Linked DNA regions of Ovis aries: region 2 is linked to region 1. A link is a contact called in public Hi-C data. All regions are on one chromosome and are shown on one strand. The core of a region is the stretch at or near the end of the contact, and the rest is flanking DNA. Distances in the headings are between cores, read along the strand shown. Region 1 has its middle 64 kb from the start of REST. Region 2 has its middle 14 kb from the start of POLR2B.

Region 1 (2,903 bases), core at 242-2,741:
GTGTGCAAAGGAAAATGTCTTTTTCTCCCTCAGCTCTTTGTTTAGGTGAGCTCAGCTGCATTTGGTGGTGTCTACTGCCATTTAGTGGAAGCGAATTGAACTACCGCTTCATTTTTAGGGTACTTCAGTTTTCAAGGCGGAGAAGGCAATGGCACCCACTCCAGTACTCTTGCCTGGAAAATCCCATGGAGCCTGGTAGGCTGCAGTCCATGGAGTTGCTAAGAGTCGGACACGACTGCGCGACTTCACTTTCACTTTTCACTTTCATGCATTGGAGAAGGAAATGGCAACCCACTCCAGTGTTCTTGCCTGGAGAATCCCAGGGACGGGGAGCCTGGTGGGCTGCCGTCTATGGGGTCGCACAGAGTCGGACACGACTGAAGCGACTTAGCAGCAGTTTTCAAAGGGCTCTCGTTCTATTTTCACAGCAATCTATAAAGTAGACATTGCTGCCCCAGTTTGTGTTAACTTTTTAGAGATAATATTATTGAGCTTATTGTGATCCAGGCACTATACACGAATGATCTTATGTACTCCCCTTATCAATTTTGTGTGATCTGTGCATATTGCCTGTATTGTTATTCCATTTACAGATGAGAAAACTAAGGCTTAGAGAATTTAAGAAACATGCCCAAATCCCAACAGCTAATCAGGGTCCAAACCCAGGGAGGCAGTGATCACTAACACAAACCTTATCTCCCTTCTCCTCCTCCCCCTCCTCCTTCATCTTCATTATCAAACCATTGCGATCATGTGCCAGGCATTTTCCTAGCTATTATATAATTTAATCCTCGTGACAACTCTTTTTTTTATTTTCAAAACTCTTATCAGTTAAGTATAATTACTATTCCCATTTCTTAGATGAGGCAATCTAGGCACAGAGCAGTTTAAAAAGTTATCCAAGATCATAAGCTAGGGAAAGCATAGCCAGAATCAGAATCCAGAGAATTTGTGGGTTTGCTCTAGTATTTTTAAAGATTTAGATAAAATTTGCTTCTCTGAAATCTGTGAAGTGAATCTTCTCTTCCTCATATCTTACTCTTTGTTTTCCAGATTTATTAGGTAGCATTGACATATAGCATTGTGCAAGTTTAAGTATACAATACAATGATTTGATACACACAGAGTATGTGAAAGGATTACCACAATAAAGTTAGTTAACATATCTATCACCTCATGTAATCACAAATAATATGTGTGATGAGAACATTTAAAATTTATTCTCTTAGCAACTTTCAAGTACAAAATACAGTATTGTTAATTATAGTCACCATGCTGTACATTAGATCCCCAGAACTTGTTCATCTTAAATATAACTGGAACTTTGTACCCTATGACCAATATTTCCTGATTTCCACACAGCACCTGGCAGCATTCAAACTTTTTCTCTATTTCTATGAGGTTTTTTTTTTAAGATTCCACATGTAAGTGAGATCATGTAGCCTGTCTTTCTCTGATTTATTTCACTCACCACAGTGCCCTCAGGGGAACCCAGGGAGTATTATTCCAGGCCCCATGCTCTCAACTAGTTCAACTAGTATGCAGTTTGAGAAACAGTTCATTTTGTTCCCATTACAAAATCAACACATATTTAGAAAAGCAGAAAGAAAAAAATCACTGTCTCCCCAAAAATATTCTGTCTCTCAAACATAATCAAAATTAATATTTGCTTCCTTACTTCTAGCTATAATTTTAAGCTACTTTGATTTTAATATAAGTGTGATCATATTATAAAAAACCATTTTGTATTGTTTCTTTTATTTAACATTTTAATACAGGCATTTTTTATATCACCCAACTATTCATAATTGTTACTGTGAATAGGTCCTTTACTGACATTATAACTTGTGGACAGTAATGCCTATAATGGATCAGGTATTGGTGTAGGGAATTTCCATGTATTTATTCTTTTAATCTCTACAACATACCACATAGGATGGAGAGCATTTTTAGCCCTATTTTATTGAGGAAACTGTAAATGACAGAGCCCAGATACGAATCTCCACAGTTGCCTGGTTCACAAGATGAGGAAAGAAAGCCAGAGAGGGATAATTTGCCCAAGACCACAACACCGATAAGTACTGAAGCAGTTTGCCACAGATTTTTTCACTGTAACCTTAAGATCTCATTTGCGCGCTAAGCTCTAGAGCTGCCTTTTCTAAAACTGTAGCCACTGTCCTGTGGCTACTGAACACTTGAAATGTGACTGGTGCGATGTGAGATGTGCTGTAAGGGTGAAATACACACTGGATTTCAAACACTAACCTAACGAATGAGTATAAAGTATTTCAATGATTTTTATATGGGTTACACATTAAAATTATAACAGTTTGTATTTACTGAGTTCAATGACACTATATAATGACAATTAATTTCACGTTTCTTTTCATGTTTTTAAATGTGGCTACAAGAAATTTCAAAATACACGTGGTGTGCATTGTATTTCTCTTGCTTAGTGCTGCCATCGGAGAAGGCAATGGCACCCCACTCCAGTACTTTTGCCCAGAAAATCCCATGGATGGAGGAGCCTGGTAGGCTGCAGTCCATGGGGTCGCAAAGAGTCGGACACGATTGAGCGACTTCACTTTCACTTTTCACTTTCATGCATTGGAGAAGGAAATGGCAACCCACTCCAGTGTCCTTGCCTGGAGAATCCCAGGGACGGGAGAGCCTGGTGGGCTGCCGTCTACGGGGTCGCACAGAGTCGGACACGACTGAAGCGACTTAGCAGCAGCAGCAGTGCTGCCGTAGATCAGCACCTCTTAAATCTTAATGTGCAGATGAATCACTCGGGGATCTGAATTAAAATGCAGCTTCTGATACAGGAAGTCCAGGGTAGACCTAAGAGTCTGCATTTCTAACAGGCTCTCAAGGAAGCCAATCCTACTTGTCCAGAAAGACCA
Region 2 (2,903 bases), core at 211-2,710, 240 kb after region 1:
CCGGTATTCTTGCCTAGAGAATCCTATGGACAGAGGAGCTTGGTGGGCTACAGTCCATAGGGTCACAAAGATTCAGACATGACTGAAGTGACTTAGCACACATGCATGTATGTATGAAAATCCATAGAACTACGTTGAAAGGGGAAAAGTCAGTTTCACTGTATAAAGGTGCTGGAAGCTTGTGTTTGAATTTTGAATCACATCTCTCATTAGTTATGTGACCCTGGCTAGTTACTTTTGCCTCAGTTCCATCTCTAAATACAGATAATAGTATATACCTCCTGCATGGGGTTATTCTAAGGACTCAGTTAAGATATATATATATATATATATATATAAAATGCCTAAAACTGCCTGGCTCACTGTCCTAAATAAGGGCCGCATGTGTGCTCAGTTCCTACAGTAATGTCCGACTGCGACCTAATGGGCCATAGCCCTCCAGGCTCCTCTGTCCATGGGATTCTCCAGGCAAGAATACTGGAGTGGGTTGCCATTCCCTCTTCCAGGGGATCTTCCCAACAAAGGGATCAAACCTGAGTCTCATATGTCTCCTCCTTTGGCAGGTGGGTTCTTTACCACTAGCAGCACCTGGGAAGTCATCATATGATCATAGCAGCAATGAATACTCTCATATACTACTGCCTTTAGGCAGGACTGGAAGAAACCCTAGAAAAGTGTCAATGCTAAGTCAGCTTTCCATTTTTTAGAGAAGGGAAAAATCAACCCCTCAGAAAAGTCCCTTTGTTCTCCTAATTCATTCATACATTGAATCCATACAGCTATTTTCTGGAGACTTAGTGAAAAGTTAGAAAGGAACTTTGGCTGTCTCACATGTCCAAAATCCCCTGATAATGTGGTCTCTACTCCACATTAAGAAACAGATAATGTGTCTTTCTGTGGCCTCAGTTTTCTCAGATCTACCAATGCTGGCCAGAGGTACTCAGTGTCTGTGATTAAGCATCATACCTATTGTACCTACCAGTGAGAATATTAAGACCAAAGAAATATTTCCACTAGGTTTATTACTCAGAAGGCAAATTCTGAGAATGACATGAGAAACAAAGGGAAGCTTCTGAAAAACAGGAACCTGAAGCTCCAAGCCGTAGTTAGGTATTTGCTCTAAAACTCTAGAACTTAGGAATTTTCAGATCATGAAACTCTTGTACTAAATGAGAGAATACCTATGGTCTTTGACATGATGGGGAAAAGTGAAGCATCATTCATACATGATGTTAAATTAATCTTAAGCCATTCCCACCCACTACAGGGCATCAGTGAGACAGACAACAGAACAAAGATTAAGAGCAGGCAGAGGTGCTATCTGTTGGATTCACATGAGTCTGAAGTCTTGTTTTTCTTGTTTAAGCATTACTCTGACATTTGAGAGAAAACAATCCCTCGGGGAGGAGGAGAGGAGCCAAGAGAAAATGGAGCAGTCTGAGAAAGAATGGAAGTGATTCTGTTGCTCCACAAGACACAGCCAGGTGGGAGGGAAGCCAGGGTGAATGATCAGAGGCTGTCTACAAAACAGCTCGCCTCAGCTGGAGCATGAGGCAATAAGAGGTCTGTCATGTCTGGCATCCCTGGAGCTCCAAGTTAGTCATCTGCAGGAAACCAGCCTTGATTTCCATTTTGCAGAGAGAGGGATCAAGAAGCACAAGCACACGGGATTGCGTCTGTTCTCTTCTCCGTTGTCATGGCAAGTGTTGCGAGAGAGAGAGACAAATTAGACACTGGGGAACTACAAAAAGCCCCAATGATTGGTAGAACTTGCTGTTTATGGTGATTAGAAATAGAAAATACATTAAACTTCACTGAAACTTTGAAGAAAATGCTGCTATTTTAAAAGGGGAGAAAAAGAAGATGGAACTTCAACCCCTATTCTGTGGACATGAGAGGCTGTTCTGACACCTTGCTGTTAACTTCTCTTTCCTGATTTCCTGTATGCTGCCATGGTATAAATGATTAATGCTGGAAGGGTACTCTTCATACTGAGACCAGTAGATTAAGAAGTATTAGTAAACTGACATACTCAGAAACCAACACAGTAAGAGAACTTTATTAATAGCAAATCCACTGTGGATCAGTTGGATAGACCAGCAGTGATCTGGGCTGCACTAGGTCGGCAGAATGTGATGTAAATTAATAACAAAACCTAGCACCAGTCTCTACTGTCTATGCTCAGAGGGGTTTTTTCATCTGAGGTCTTGTAACCACCCTTTCTTGGCTTCCCTGCCTGTTTTTGCTGAGAATCCTATAAAGTTAGGACTCAGAAATATATAGTGTAGTTCCCTCATTTTATAGATGAGAAAATGAAGACCCAAAGAGATTAAAACCAGGGAAACTGAAACTTACTTAGTAAATTGCACTGTTTAAAACTGCTCGCAAAGTACCTTAGAACATTTTTAGATATGCCTTAGTGAAAATATAACCGTTGAATTTTAAAGGGAAGAGAAACCTGAGTATAAACTCTGAACGTTTAAAAATGGAATCTCTGCTAGTTGAGATGTCTGAAAGCCTAAAGAAAAGATGAGGGAGAAATATTCAGCTTTCTAGAATACATAACTTTTCAGGGTAAATGCATCATCAGTTTTCGGGTTCTATATTTTTCCATAAATGCAGGTTTACCATATTTTATTCTTTTTAATCTAAAGATTTCAGGCCTAAGCTCCAAACTGCAAACAGTACACAAATACAGTGGTCACAGTTTTAAGTTATGAAATTTACAGTATTTCATTTTCTCCAAAATAAACTAGAAATCAGCTACCATTTTCTTAACTTGGGGAGCTACCGCCCTCTAGAGGGTGGGTCTAGAAACGTCAGGGTTCTCCATTGTCACAGTGAGGAATGGGGCAGGGGTGCTGCTAGTGGCATTTGGTATTTGGGGATGAAGGATACACATA

The links. Hi-C and Micro-C count contacts between places; a contact is called where the count stands out from the background.
Region 2: a contact with region 1 is called in a Hi-C map of tail adipose tissue, with 2.7 times the contacts expected there. The contact joins two enhancer-like sites. A contact is called at or near these places in 2 of 16 Hi-C or Micro-C datasets (muscle and tail adipose tissue).

What each region holds. Positions count from the first base shown.
Region 1 is chr6:72,845,445-72,848,347 of ARS-UI_Ramb_v3.0, forward strand. No RefSeq gene overlaps it. Among named protein-coding and RNA genes, the nearest start is that of REST, 64 kb to the right of the region's middle. Within about 2 kb of position 1,492, at least 4 of the 54 cell types and tissues checked have an H3K27ac peak or open chromatin away from gene starts, as enhancers often do. A contact at or near this core is called in tail adipose tissue, where this site is marked.
Region 2 is chr6:73,081,746-73,084,648 of ARS-UI_Ramb_v3.0, forward strand. No RefSeq gene overlaps it. Among named protein-coding and RNA genes, the nearest start is that of POLR2B, 14 kb to the right of the region's middle. Within about 2 kb of position 1,461, at least 3 of the 54 cell types and tissues checked have an H3K27ac peak or open chromatin away from gene starts, as enhancers often do. A contact at or near this core is called in tail adipose tissue, where this site is marked.